Regions from separate parts of the Mus musculus genome. Here all the other regions are linked to region 4. The links are chromatin contacts, called in public HiChIP or PLAC-seq and promoter capture Hi-C maps. All regions are on one chromosome and are shown on one strand. Each heading gives the region's core, a stretch centred on a gene start, on an enhancer-like site or on the middle of the called end of the contact. The rest is flanking DNA. Distances are from core to core; before and after follow the strand shown. Region 1 overlaps Stk3 (serine/threonine kinase 3). Region 2 overlaps Stk3 (serine/threonine kinase 3). Region 3 overlaps Stk3 (serine/threonine kinase 3). Region 4 holds the start of Osr2 (odd-skipped related 2).

The links. Promoter capture Hi-C pulls out the DNA fragments that hold promoters and counts their contacts. HiChIP or PLAC-seq counts read pairs in DNA pulled down with a chosen protein or histone mark.
Region 1: a contact with region 4 is called in an H3K27ac HiChIP or PLAC-seq map of large pre-B cells, with 3 times the contacts expected there. The contact joins the enhancer-like site here to the promoter of Osr2 in region 4. A contact is called at or near these places in 3 of 115 datasets of contacts at active chromatin or transcription factors (embryonic stem cells and large pre-B cells) and 1 of 9 other capture datasets (adipose tissue).
Region 2: a promoter capture Hi-C map of the C10 cell line shows a contact between it and region 4, with 2.5 times the contacts expected there. The contact joins the enhancer-like site here to the promoter of Osr2 in region 4. A contact is called at or near these places in 5 of 39 promoter capture datasets (the 3T3-L1 cell line, the C10 cell line and fetal liver), 2 of 484 Hi-C or Micro-C datasets (embryonic stem cells and nephron progenitors) and 4 of 115 datasets of contacts at active chromatin or transcription factors (all in embryonic stem cells).
Region 3: a promoter capture Hi-C map of the 3T3-L1 cell line shows a contact between it and region 4, with 5 times the contacts expected there. The contact joins the enhancer-like site here to the promoter of Osr2 in region 4. A contact is called at or near these places in 13 of 39 promoter capture datasets (the 3T3-L1 cell line, 3T3-L1-derived adipocytes, the C10 cell line and 7 more), 3 of 15 datasets of contacts at CTCF or cohesin (the NIH/3T3 cell line, large pre-B cells and pro-B cells), 31 of 484 Hi-C or Micro-C datasets (B cells, the BV-2 cell line, CD4 T cells and 16 more), 12 of 115 datasets of contacts at active chromatin or transcription factors (the SCID.adh cell line, bone marrow-derived dendritic cells, bone marrow-derived macrophages and 7 more) and 1 of 9 other capture datasets (embryonic stem cells).

Annotation. Positions count from the first base shown.
Region 1 is chr15:35,048,675-35,052,160 of GRCm38.p6, reverse strand. All of the region lies in intron 6 of Stk3 (serine/threonine kinase 3), which reads left to right. Among named protein-coding and RNA genes, the nearest start is that of Stk3, 110 kb to the left of the region's middle. Within about 2 kb of position 1,315, at least 3 of the 459 cell types and tissues checked have an H3K27ac peak or open chromatin away from gene starts, as enhancers often do.
Region 2 is chr15:35,133,067-35,136,250 of GRCm38.p6, reverse strand. The region is part of intron 1 of Stk3 (serine/threonine kinase 3); the gene reads left to right. Among named protein-coding and RNA genes, the nearest start is that of Stk3, 21 kb to the left of the region's middle. Within about 2 kb of position 1,285, at least 9 of the 459 cell types and tissues checked have an H3K27ac peak or open chromatin away from gene starts, as enhancers often do.
Region 3 is chr15:35,067,577-35,070,832 of GRCm38.p6, reverse strand. The region is part of intron 6 of Stk3 (serine/threonine kinase 3); the gene reads left to right. Among named protein-coding and RNA genes, the nearest start is that of Stk3, 87 kb to the left of the region's middle. Within about 2 kb of position 1,497, at least 3 of the 459 cell types and tissues checked have an H3K27ac peak or open chromatin away from gene starts, as enhancers often do.
Region 4 is chr15:35,294,395-35,297,743 of GRCm38.p6, reverse strand. It overlaps Osr2 (odd-skipped related 2), which reads right to left and starts at 1,646. Exons shown (of 4, transcript NM_001368665.1): 1 at 1,277-1,646. Gm52178 (a long non-coding RNA gene) reads left to right here and starts at 1,710. Exons shown (of 3, transcript XR_003951500.1): 1 at 1,710-2,936.

The DNA of each region.
Region 1 (3,486 bases), core at 66-2,565, 250 kb after region 4:
CTCAATATCAAAGTAAGAAACAAAAGGTTGATTTTTTTTTTTTGGTAGAGGAAATTTCATCAAATTTAAGCATTATATTATATAACAGTTAGGCCCAAGAGGAAAAGTTGAGATTAATTTAATGTTGCTAAATACATTATGTGTGTGTGTATGTGTGTGTGTGTGTGTGTATATATATATTTTTTTTGTGTGTATATATATATATATATATTTTTTTTTTTTTTACAGGTTTGGATTTAAATTTCTTTTGAATTTTTAAGTTTTAAAATTCTTTGCAGAGATTCTTTTTGTTTTTTTTTTGTGTTTTTATGAAAACAATTTTATTTTGTAATTCTAATAGAGGGAAGAGGGTTGAGACTAACAATCCAGGTATATACAAATTTTTGTTTACCTTCTCAGAGTTTCTTACTTGGTTTCTTTATTTTGAATTTTGTATACATTCAATTTTTAAAAGGATGCTGGATATTTAATGGAAGAACTTTTTAAAGGAAGTGTTGCCAATCAGTCTAAATTTGTTACAGTTAAAATTTGATGGTCTACAGACAATTTATAATCATTTTCTTGTTATAAAATATTGTCAAATTTTTAGTAGTGTCAGTTGGAAAGTTTATAGAAACATTGTTTAAGGTGGTTTAAAATAGAACTAAATCTTTAATTTGAATTTGATGGCACCTGTTTTCATTTTGTTTCCTCGGCAACACTACTGGTACCCAAATTGCCCATAGACCACCCTGGTTTTGGAGGAGAATGAAATCATTCTGTCTTTTTCCTACAAAAACAAAACAAAACCCTTCATCCTTTTACTGACTAAATATTTAAACAGAATTATAAAACATCTGTCAGAGTTTGTGAAGTCACTTTGGAATAAAAGTGTTTAGGACACATAACTGGAAGTTTTGAATAAAATATCTGAGTTATTTTACTTTGACTTTCTTATGGCAACGATTTTAGTAGAATGAAAATTAGAAGTTAGAGTAGTGACTGACAGTGAAAGGAGAAAAATGACTGGACTTAACAAGTTTTGTGGAGAGCTATGCTTTCTTGCTCCATCCATTTGCTGAGAATTTGAATTAAAAACGGAAAAGATGCTTTTTTTTTCCCTAGAATGTTCCTAGCAGTCATTGTTTATTCTCAAAAGCAGTATTTCCCAACTTTTCTAATGCTGTGACCCTTTAATACAGTTCCTCATATTGTGGTGACCCCAACTATACAATTCTTTCATTGCTACTTCATAACTGTAATTTTGCTACTGTTATGAACCATTATGTAAATATCTGATATGCATCCCCAAAGGGATTGGGGTTTGGGGTTGGAGCCACAGCTCTAGACACCCGTAGAAAAAGAGTGAAGCTAACAGAAACATAACCTTTTCTTTTTTCTTTTTCCTTTTTTTAATTGGAGATTTTCTTTATTTACATTTCAAATGTTATCCCTTTTCACAGGTCTTCCTCCCCCTCCCCCCAGAAATCTTCTATCCTACCCCCTCTCCCCTTGTTTCTATTAGGGTGTACCTCCACCCCCCCCCCCCCTCCTGCCCTTAGTTTCCCTACACTGGGGCACCTATCACATTTTCAGAGGACCAAGGACCTCTCCTCTCATTGATGCATGACCAGGCCATCCTCTTCAAAGTATGCAGCTGGAGCCATGTGTACTCCTTTGTTGTTGGCTTAGTCCCTGGAAGCCCTGGGGGACTGGTTGGTTGTTATTGTTGTTCTTCCCGTGGGTTGCAAACCCCTTCAACTCCCTTAGACATTTCTCTAGGGTTATTGGGGACCCTGCGCTCAGTCAAATGGTTGACTGCAAGCATCTGTCTCGGTATTTATAAGGCCTCTCAGGACACAGCCATATCAAGCTCCTTTCAGCATGTACTTCTTGGCATTCACAATAGTGTCTGGGTTTGGGAACTGTATATGAGATGAATCCCCAGGTGTCTCTGGGTGGCCTTTCCTTCAATCTCTGCTTTACACTTTATCTCCATATTTGCTCCTGTGAGTATTTTGTTCTTCTCCTAAGAAGGACCCAAGCACCCACATTTTGGTCTTCCTTCTTGAGCTTCATGTGGTCTGTGAATTGTATCTTGGTTATTTGGATCTTTTGGGCTAATGTCCATTTATCAGTGAGTGCACACTATATGTGTTCTTTTGCAATTGGGTTACCTCACTCAGGATGATATTTTCTAGTTCCATCCATTTGCCTAAGAATTTCATGAATTCATCATTTTTAATAGGTGAGTAGTACTCCATTGTGTAAATGTACCACGTTTTCTGTATCCATTCCTCTGTTGAAGGACATCTGGGTTGTTTGAAATTAGCCCTCTAACAGATGTAGGATTGGTAAAGATCTTTTCCCAATCTGTTGGTTGCCTTTTTATCCTATTGACAGTGTCCTTTGCCTTACAGAAGCTTTGCAATTTTATGAGGTCCCATTTGCCTATTGTTGAATTTATAACATAAGCAATGGTGTTCTGTTCAGGAATTTTCCCCCTGTGCCCATGTGTTCAAGGCTCTTCCCCACTTTCTCCTTTATAAGTTTCAGTGTATCTGGTTTTCTGTGGAGGTTCTTGACCCACTTGGACTTGAGCTTTGTACAGGGAGATAAGAATGGATCAATTTGCATTCTTCTACATGCTGACTGCCAGTTGAACCAGCACCATTTGTGGAAAATCCTGTCTTTTTTCCACTGGATGGTTTTAGCTCCTTTGTCAAAGGTAAAGTGACCATAGGTATGTGGATTCATTTCTGGGTTTTAAATTCTATTCCATTGATCTACCTGTCTGTCTCTGTACAAATACCATACAGTTTTTATCACTATTGCTCTGTAATATAGCTTGAGGTCAGGGATGGTGATTCCTCCAGAAGTTCTTTTATTGTTGAGAATAGTTTTTCCCTGGGTTTTTTGTTATTCCAAATGAATTTGCAGATTGCTCTTTCTAACTCTATGAAGAATTGATTTGGAATTTTGATGGGAATTGCATTGAGTCTGATTGCTTTCACCAGGATGGCCACTTTTACTATATTAATGCTGCCAATCCATGAGCGTTGAAGACCTTTCCATCTTCTGAAATCTTCTTCGATTTCTTTCTTCAGAGACTTGAAGTTCTTATACAGATCTTTCACTTCCTTAGTTAGAGTCACTCCCAGATATTTTATATTATTTGTGACTATTGTGAAGGGTGTTGTTTCCCTAATTTCTTTCTCAGCCTGTTTATCCTTTGTGTAGAGAAAGGCCATTGATTTGTTTGAGGAGCCACGTATGCAGGGTAACTATACTAGCCCAGGGCTCCAGATTGGGTCCTGGGCTATATTTGGAGACTTGGGGGGTACTTGTAAAAGAAAAGGTAGGTGATTTCATTAAACTCTTGAGAAGATTGTACAGAATACAGCTGATCAGAAAGCCTCATCCTCATTTAAAAAATTAGCCTTAAAAAATTAAAAAATCCTTATTTGCCATTTTGAGACAGAGTCCTGCTAAGTTCTGCATGTTGGT
Region 2 (3,184 bases), core at 36-2,535, 160 kb after region 4:
TTCAAGGAATCGGGAAAGGGGGTGCAGGCTGGTGAAGAGGAGTCCTGGTGGGGATGGGGTTGTGGGGGGACTCCAGCTTTGCTTCGTGGAGAGTGTCTGGGAGCGCAGAGGGGCCTTCTGCAGGATACTTAAGCAATGTTGTGATTGTAAAAAGATAAAGCGCAATTAAGATATGTTCTAAGATGATGTGGTGAGGTATGGGGGAAGGGAATGTCTCTGTGGGTCCATGCCTAGGCATCTCTTCCCCTGAGGAACCAGCCACAAGACTGTATAGTATAGAATAGAGTTTATTTAGGGCATGGGGAGGGGAGTTAAGAGAGTAGTAGGGGCAGAGAAAGGCAGAGAGAAGGAGAGAGTCGAGAAGTAGAGGCTGGCCATGACTATGTGGAGAGAGGGGGGATTAGGGTGGGGAGAGTGGGGGAGCAAGGGGCAAGAGAGTAAGAGAACAAGAGAGTAAGAGAGGAGAAGGGGCAAGCAGCCCCTTTTATAGTGGGCCAGGCCTACCTGGTTGTTGCTAACTGTGGGGCGGAGCAAACCTGGCTGTTGCCAGTTAACTGTTGGGGAGGAGTCCAGACAGAGTGCCTAAGTGGCTCTATATGGTGAAGGCTTTCCCCCACGTCGGTTCTTGATGAGAGAGACAGTCCTTGGTTCCAAACTGTTTATTGATTGTTCATTGTGTAGAATACAGTTTCATTAGGGTGGACCAGAGATTAAATACCTTTTGAGGAAGGAATGTTCAGGAAGGGAGGCTTTTGGCTAAACCCTCAGGGCCCATCTAGATACCTCATTAGCATGGAGAACTCTTGTGTTCTGTGCTATGTGACCAGTTGCCAGTTCTTTATGTGAGGAGTCATGGTCACATGTTCCAGGCCAGGAATCTTGAGTAGGTTTTTCTGTAGTAGATGAAACACCTACTGTCCTCAGGTGGGTGCCGGGGTTTCTGAATCCAGTCGACCTTACCAAGTTTTCTGTCACGGTCCCCTCCCCTACATTGACCCTTTCAGTTCCTAGTGGTGTCCAGTTTCATCCCTCTTCGTGCACATGGCAGATTTCATGCTTCTCCATGGTGAAATGGCATTGTCTTTAGAGTGACATTACCTTTCTTTATGTGTTTACTAGTTAGGTTATTTCTGTGTATTGGTGATTGTACATAGTGATATAAGGAATGAGAGCGCAGAGCACTGGCTTTGTTTTCCTTGTGTACATGCTCAGTAGTGTGGCTGCTGGATCACGTGTTTTAAGACCTGTGTCACTACATTCTCTTATTCTCTACTTCATGCTCTTTATAAACAGATAGCACGGAGGAGTGTGTGGCAGTGACTCATGATTTGGGTACTTTGTAGAATACTTTCATTTGTTTGGTTTGGTTTTTGTGTTTCCTCTTTAAGGGCCTCTAGTTGTTTACCTGTGCTCTTCTGTATTTCTTTACTGGAGTTATTTATGTCCTTCTTAAAGCCCTCTATTATCATCATGAGAAGTGATTTTAGATCTGAATCTTGCTTTTCTGGTGTGTTGGGGTATCCAGGACTTGCTATGGTGGGAGAATTGGGTTCTGATGACGCCAAGTACCCTTGCTTTCTGTTGCTTATGTTCTTACGCTTGCCTCCCGACATCTGGTTATCTCTAGTATATCCTGGCCTTGTTGCAACTTCAGAGCTTGCCTAAGTTCCTTCAGTACTCAGCACCGAGGTCAAAACACAACACACCAAGTCACTTAAACTTGCTCAAGTGGATCTGATGATAGACTCTTTTGTGAATATTTATAAATGGATATCCTTAAGAAACATCTCTCACTTCATGCCAGAATTAATAAAATTATTGTTTGCATTTTATTTAATAGTTTCCTAACACTATTATACGTTAGAGAGACTTTGGTTTGATTCTCTTTTGCATTTATTCCCAAGGTAATTGAGTAAATCACATAAGCTTTAGTTTTCTGGTCTAATTCCCGAGTAATTACCTGAAAGACTATAAATATTCAGTAAGTATAAATGAGAAGTAAAACCACTTCTCACTGCAGTAGTACAGTGCCAGAAAGTGCCTAGTAATTACATTCCAAAGTGCTTTCTTTAATTTTAAATTTCATTTTATTTATTTATTGATTGATTGATTGTGTGTGTGTGTGTGTGTGTGTGTGTGCATGTGTTTGCATGTGCTCATGCTTGTACAACATATAAATGGAGACCTTAGGACAACCTGCAGCACTCGGTTCTCTCTTCTGATTGTGGGTTCTGGGAGATTGCACTAATGTCATCAGACCTGGCTGCAGCTATCTTTCCCTACAGAGCCACTTGCCAGGTCTGCCTAATGCACTTATCTTCCTTTTTAATTTACATCTTATTTGTGGATGTATGGTTCTCTGTGTTAGTGGACAAATGCGTGTGGGTCTGCCTGCCGGGGTTATAGTGCACTGGGTTCTCTGCGGCTGTATCTTAGGCAGGAATGAGCAGTTTGATATGGGCGCTGGGAACCAAATTTGGGTCCTCAGAGTAGCGAGCATTTCTGACCACTGACCTATCTCTCCAGCCCCCTAATGTTCATTATTGTGTTTCACTTAGTTTTAGTGTTTTTTCTTTTGTACTAGAGTAGGACCCTCTCAGTTGCTAAGGCTTGTTTTTCAGTTCTTTGCATTACCCCAGGGACTGGGCTGTTTACCCACAAACTCCATAGGTATCTGTTGAACGAAACAGATCCATGGGTTAGTTTTTCAGTGCTGATTTTATAATTAAACCCATATTAAAAATTCAGTCTAGAACTAACTTTCCTTGGTAAAGGAAGACTACAGTAGTACAATTTAACCACAGGAACAAGGTTAGTGAATGTATACCGTTTTTTACTATTCCTGCTTGCTCTGGTCATTTTATTCAATCTATAGAAGAACCCCACCCCCTTCCATTATATGGAATGATTTTTTTTGAATTATTGAAACTAAGTTTTATTTTATTTTAATATGAAATACAGTTTAAGACATTTTCCTCAGTCAGTGAAGAAATGCATTTTCTAGGCATGGTAGTGCACGCCTGTGATCCTAGCATTGGAGCAGAGGCAAGAAAATCTAAGTGCTTTAGATTCAAGGCTTTCCTGGTATACACACCAGCTTCCAGGCTAGCCAAGGCCATATAGTGAGATCCTACTTCAAAATACTAAACCAATCTAGATAAAACATATTTTAAAAGATGAAATG
Region 3 (3,256 bases), core at 248-2,747, 230 kb after region 4:
AGCTGATGCAGAGGCCATGGAGGGATGTTCTTTACTGGCTTGCTTCCCCTGGCTTGCTCAGCCTGCTCTCTTATAGAACCAAGACTACCAGCCCAGAGCTGGTCCCACCCACAAGAGGCCTTTCCCCCTTGATCACTAATTAAGAAAATACCCCACAGCTGGATCTCATGGAGGCATTTCCTCAACTGAAGCTCCTTTCTCTGTGATAACCCCAGCCTGTGTCAAGTTGACACATAAAACCAGCCAGTACACGCATTAAATTTGGCTATGTTACAGCCTCTCTACCAGATTGAAAGGAACTGTAGTCTGTGACCCCTGTTTTAATGATCTTAAAATTCACTTGAGTTTGAATTCATGCTTATAAAATAGTACAAATTATTTCTTTTTAAAGAATCCTTTAGATATGCTCTATTGCAAACATCTTTCTAGGATACTGTCTTAGTCATTGTTCTGTTGCTGTGAAGAGACACCAAGGCAACTTTTATAAAGGAAGAGATTTAAGTACACAGAAGTATGGCAGTGTGTTGCCAGTAGGGTGCTGGAGAGGTTTCTGGAGTTCTATATCTGGAATGGCAGGCAGCAAGAAGAGATATTGATAATTAGGTTTGGCTTGAGCTTCTGAGACCTCAAAGCTTGTGCTCTAGTGATGTGCTTTCTCTAACAAAGTTATACCTTCTCCAACAAGACCATTCCTCTTAACTGTGTCACTCCCTGTGGACCTATGGATGCCATTTTTATTCAAAGCACCACAGATGCCTTGGTCTCTTTTTCTATCATTTTGACTTCTGCTGGGTTTTCAAGTCCCAACTTAGGTTTTGTTTGTTTGTTTGTTCAGTGTGCATGGTGTTTTGCCTGTGTATGTGTCTGTCGTGTGTGTTGCCCACAGAGGTTGGTCCAGGGTATCAGATCCCCTGACATTGGAGGCATAGATAGTTGGGAGCTTCCACGTGGATGCTAGGAACCAAACCTGGAAGAGCAGCCAGCACTCATCCATATCTCTATCCCCTCAGACTTTATTTAGAAGTATGAGGTCTTCCTCTACAACTGCACTCTATATAGAGTTTGGTTTTTCTCCTCATAATTTGCATATTTTCTTTGGCTAGTGACCTTAGGCATTCCCAAATGTAAATTGTTGTAGTTGGAATTTACAATCCTAATGAGCTCACATAAAAGACACATAATCCAGATATTTTATTTATAAGCGATATGCCTAGATTGGGCAAACCTAAGGCTGTGCTAACATATTCCCCAGCCATAAAGCTCCTTGTTACTTGCTGTTTCTCCTGGCCACACGGTTCTGGCTCATGGCAGTTTGCTCCTCCTCTGTCTTCTTTTTTAATCACTCTACCTGCAACCTCTTGTGGACCCTCCCATTCCCCTGTTCTCTCTCCATTGTCCAACCACAGGCTTTAGCCTTTTATTGACCAGTTGAACTGGGAGAAAGGTTCACATCGCATCACTTGAGTATGTGAATCAACCACATCGTGAGGAACCAGTATTTGCACTAGAATACAAGCAGCAGCAGATCAACCCACTACAATATGGCTTTAAGTTGCTATGTAAATAGTCTTTAATCTTTCTTGTGCGGTGAGCTATTTCACAACTTGAGTACCAAAGTGCATGTTGAGAAGGAGCCAAATCATGCAGAGGATAGATTTCCAAAACCTGAATCCTTACTCTTTCTTTGAAATGACCGTATTCACTTGGTTTTTGGTTTTCCATCAGACTCTTGAAAACAGAGTTATCTTTGCTTTGATTGCAATCAGTGCTTTTTCTTACACTAATGAATACATGAAACACAAGAAGTGCTTTATGTATTTTGCCATTTGTAACATAGAATATGAAACTACTGTTCAGGGTGGGTAGTTAATAAAGCTAATAATGAAATAATAAAATTAGTGATCTGTACAGTCTCATATAGTTATCAATGGTTGTGTGTGTGTTGGGGGGTGGGTAGGATAAAAGAACCTTCTGAGAGTGAAAACAAAAGTCCCTAACTAGAATTTTCCAGTGGGAAAAAATACATTTGAAATTGTTAAAATATCACTAGGTAGCTTGTTTATTACTTAACCTGTCAGTAGCAAAACCAAGATTTGAACTCAGGGATCAAACTTAGGTCATTCGTTAGACTGTAAGTGCCCTGAACAGTTTAGCCATCTTGTGTCCTTTGACCATTCTTAATAGGCTTAAGGCCTTACCAACCACATGTAATAAGCACACTACTTCTTAGTGTCCTAACTTCCCAGACTGATCTGAGATCAGATTTTTGTAGCCATTTTCTTAGATACATAGTGGGGTTTTTTGTCTGCAAATTAGCTGTGATGGCCCCTCTTATGTGCACTGCACAGAGTCGTTTGTTAGATGCAAATGAGATGTCTGAGAAATGCGCCCATATGTTAAAGAAAGTAGAATTGTTATGTACCATTCTGCAGTATCTTTTAGTTTTTAATGAATGATTCAAGTTCTTATAATGATTCCTACTTAATGCTAGTTACAATTCTTTCTTAGAAAACTCTTTGCTGTGGAAAAACAAGCACTGTCTGCCATCACCTGACTTTGCATTGGTTGTCCATAGGACAGTGGAGGAATCAGGGCCTTCCAAGTACCCAAGGCATTGTTTTGCTCAGGTGGCTTCTGCAGTGGCTACTGGAAATAATATGCAAGAAATACGGAAATAATGGGCATGCAGACAGAGATAGATTGTCTTTCCTTTCTAGTGGTGATAAGTGGAGTTTTTTAAAAAAAAAGTATGTTTATGTCTATGACCTTACATGTTGGTCTGTGTGCCACAGTGATTGAGTGAGAGTCTCTCTGTGTGTGTATGTGTGTGTGTGTGTGTAGGCCAGAGAATAACCTTGGATTTTCCACTTTGCCTTTTGTTTGGTTTGAGACAGCCTCTTGTTCACACTGCTTACTCCAGGCTGGCTGGCCCACAGCTTCCAGGGATTCTCATGTCTCTGACCCTCATCTCCATATAAGGTGCTCTAATTACAAATGAGTTGTACTTGTTTGACGTTACATGGTGTACTGGCTGGTTTTATGTGTTAACTTGTCACAAGCTAAAGTCATCAGAGAGGAAGGAGCCTCAGTTGAGGAAATGCCACCATGAGATCCAGCTGTAAGGCATTTTCTCAATTAGTGATTAATGGGGGAGGGCGCAGCCCATGGTGGGTGGTGCTGTCCCTGGGCTGATAGTCATGGGTTCTAAGACACATGGGTTCCTGGGATTCAGATCTTCATGCTTGTGTGGCAAGTG
Region 4 (3,349 bases), core at 397-2,896:
ATGGAGAGAAAGCTACATTTCTTTCATCGGTTTTCAATGGAATTCTCAGGCATGTTAGACGATTTGTAAAATTTAATTTCGCTGGCTGTCAGCAAAGTACATATTAATTTCAGTTTGGTAAAACTTTAAAAACACTGGAGAGCACAGGGGTCCTGATTATTTGATAAAGACTCTCCAATCGTTGGTAATAGTGATGTTACATTGAATAATAATAATAATAATAATAATATCGTTCGGCGTTATCTGCTAGACCCTGTGTATGGGCTTCTGAGTAAAATGACAGATGGATGAATGGTTATGTTCGCTGATTTTCAGTTCAAACACAGCAGAACTGTGTAAAAGCCAGAGAGCTATAGTAGAAAGAGATCTACGATCATGGTGGGGGAGGAGAATTTGGTCAAGTGGGGGGGGGGCACGAAGTTTCTGCCCCTTCCCCGTGCCTCTGCCTTCCCGAAGAGTTAATTAAATTAAGGCGCCCTCCGCATAAACTGGGTTTGTCTCCGCTCCCTCCCTCTCCATTTCATTTTCTTGTTCTGTTCAAGACTGGAATTTGTGGAGCAGAGAAAGTTGCTGTCTGCACCCAGTTTCGCTTCGAAAGCAGTCAGAACTCTTTTGTTCTCTGCTCACAGGTGGGGAGACCGATCCAGCGTTGCTGCCTCCACAAACACCTTGTCCTGCCTCCTTCCTACAACCGCGACTCCATTCCGAGCTATTTCTCGACAACCCAAGCGTCTCAGCTCCTGAGAAGCTTGCCTGTTGGCCTCTGGGCGAAGACCGGAGCAGGAGGAAAAGCAAGAGGCCAGTACACGGTTGGAAAAAATAATCACCCATGACTGGACTATTCCCCTGTGAAATGCGCCTTCGGAGTCGCTGGCTTGATTGCACCGTGTGTCCCGGCCCTTCCGTGCTGAGTGCCGGAGCTGCAGTAGGAGGAAGCGTGGATCCCGCTTTCTAGAGCAGGGGAGCAATATCACGGGGTGATGGGATCTGGCCACAAAGTACGATGATCGGCCTTTATAAATCTTGCCGAATGCGTAAATCTACCAAAACCAAACTAAGGGACAGCGCACAAAAGTACAACTGAGTGTATTAGCTGGGAGTCGCGTGCAGGGACCGGAGGAGGCCAGAACACGAGGCCCGGGACTAGGGTCCGCACGGCTGCCTTTCATTTTCTGAACTTGTAGCGCTCCAGACTGAGAACCTGGGCGCCCCTTGAGCACCCACATCCCTCCCTTCCTTTGGAAGGCTACAGCCTGGCCCTGGAAAGGACACTCACCGCCAGAACCGATGTCTGCCTGGGCAGCGCGGTTCAGACTAGGTCCGGACAGCAGGACGCACAGCTTGGAAAGGTCATGAGGTCCAAACTGGGAGAACTTCTTTTTCGGCGCGTTGTCCCGGGAACCGAGAACATGATCTGGGGGAGCGAAAGCGACAGCGGTAATTGGTCTTCGGCAGTCCGTGGAAGCGGGATGTGTAAAGAGCGAGCGTGTTGGGATGAGTGCTCAGAGCTCGCCCAGATCCCGGTGCCTGGGCCAGTTTCTGACCGCGGACTGCGGGTAAAGTCGGAGCCCGCAGCCCTGCAGGGCCATCACCCTCCGGCTGCGAGCGCGCTGAGCTCCGTCCCAGCCCGCGTCCCGCCCCAGGCTGCCCCTGGCCCGGAGTCCAAGGCTTTAGTAGCGGCCCCGCCTCCCCTCGCGGCGGGCGTCCTGCAGAGGAGCAAGGCTGCAGCGCCCAGGCTCCGCCTCCAAGCCCGGCGCCCGCTAATGGTCCACTCTGTTTACTTGTGTTTGGATAGCAACTGAGTCTTAAAGGCGCAGGTTTGCTTGAGGTTTTCCCAGTTAACCCAGACACAGAGCCCAAGGTGACTCAATTCAAACCTCACACAAAGACAACGCCCATCCCCTCTTTTTGGATGACACTTTCCTCACACCGATAGAAGTCCGACTACTGGATCTTTGCTCCCCCAAGCCCGCAGAGAAGTCCAAAGGGCATTTCGTACTTTTACTCGGTTAGCTGTCGCGTCATTTTACACATCTTAACACTTTTAATATGATCATCTGCTTCAAAGGGCCAAAGCTATCAGTTTTAGATTTTGTTTTCCAGCATATACCGCCCTTCCTCCTATGTAAAACAGTTCTGCCCATACTTTTGGTCAATTGTGACTATGTGTGTAGTCTGGTTTCCTCCCTGTTTTCAAAACGAAGTTTGTTTATGAAGGTGACAATTGACTAATTTCATAATTAGTGCAGAGACATCTGGATGTTCCGGGAGAAATTTCTTTCAATATCTAAGCTTTAATCAGCTAATGTACATTTCATAAGCAGTTAACCAACTTAGGCAAAGGAGTGGGCATCTGCAATCCATTGGCAAACAATAACCTGCCCATCTGGAATGGGTGAAGAACAATCTTTTTTAAATTTTAGGAAAAAACTATTCCAGTGCCTCAAAACGTGCATTATCTTCATTCTCAGCAAAAATTGAGTTCATTGTTCAGCCGCCAGGAAAATTGATTGAATTTGACATGTACTGTTAGGTTTCTTAGTTCTCCTAAAGGTTTAGTTTTGTGAGCGTGTAAATGAGAGGGTATTACAGTCCCTCTGGAAAAGGATGTCAGGGAACGATAAGATCCACTTGAAGCAACTTCTTTTCAGACGCAACGCGCCGCCGGAACAGAACTAAGCAAACTGTCCCTCGTCCCAAACCACTTGAGGACACTTTAGCTGGTGCTTGCAGAACCATAGATCTTTTAAAGGAACTGTACAATTCAAACGTGTTTCACCAAAAGATGCTTTTCGGTCGCCCCCTCAAAGGACAATTACAATAACCTCAACTATGTGAGGAGATGGATAGGTGTAAGCAGAAAGCTACGAGCCGAGCCGAATCGTCAAAGACCAAGCAGGAAGGCAGGCAGACACTACGGAAACGATCCCATTAAGGTAAAAGCCTTTTGTTTTATTTTTGTCAAGGTGAATATTAATTTTCGTTTCTTTGGTAAAACGTAATTCAGGACTAGCAGGCCATCTTCACCAATTGTAGGTTCGCAAGGATTAGGAAGTGAGCCTGGGACAGAGACTGGAGTGTTCAGTATCCTGTAGTGCTTAACTACTTCAGAATAAATTTGATGGACGCAGGAGAACGCCTAGGAAGAGTTGGGGGTTTAAAAAACCGTTTCTCGAGTGAGTTCCATAGGGTGCTTTCATTTTAGCGCTTGGTCTTGAGCCTCAGCTCCCAGGATGCCTGCGGTTCCCTCTTTCCAACCACCTCATTCCTTCGAACAGCCTTTCTCAATTTAGAGAACTGGAGGGAACTTTCTTTACATTCAGACCCCCCCAGGACATACACGCACCGT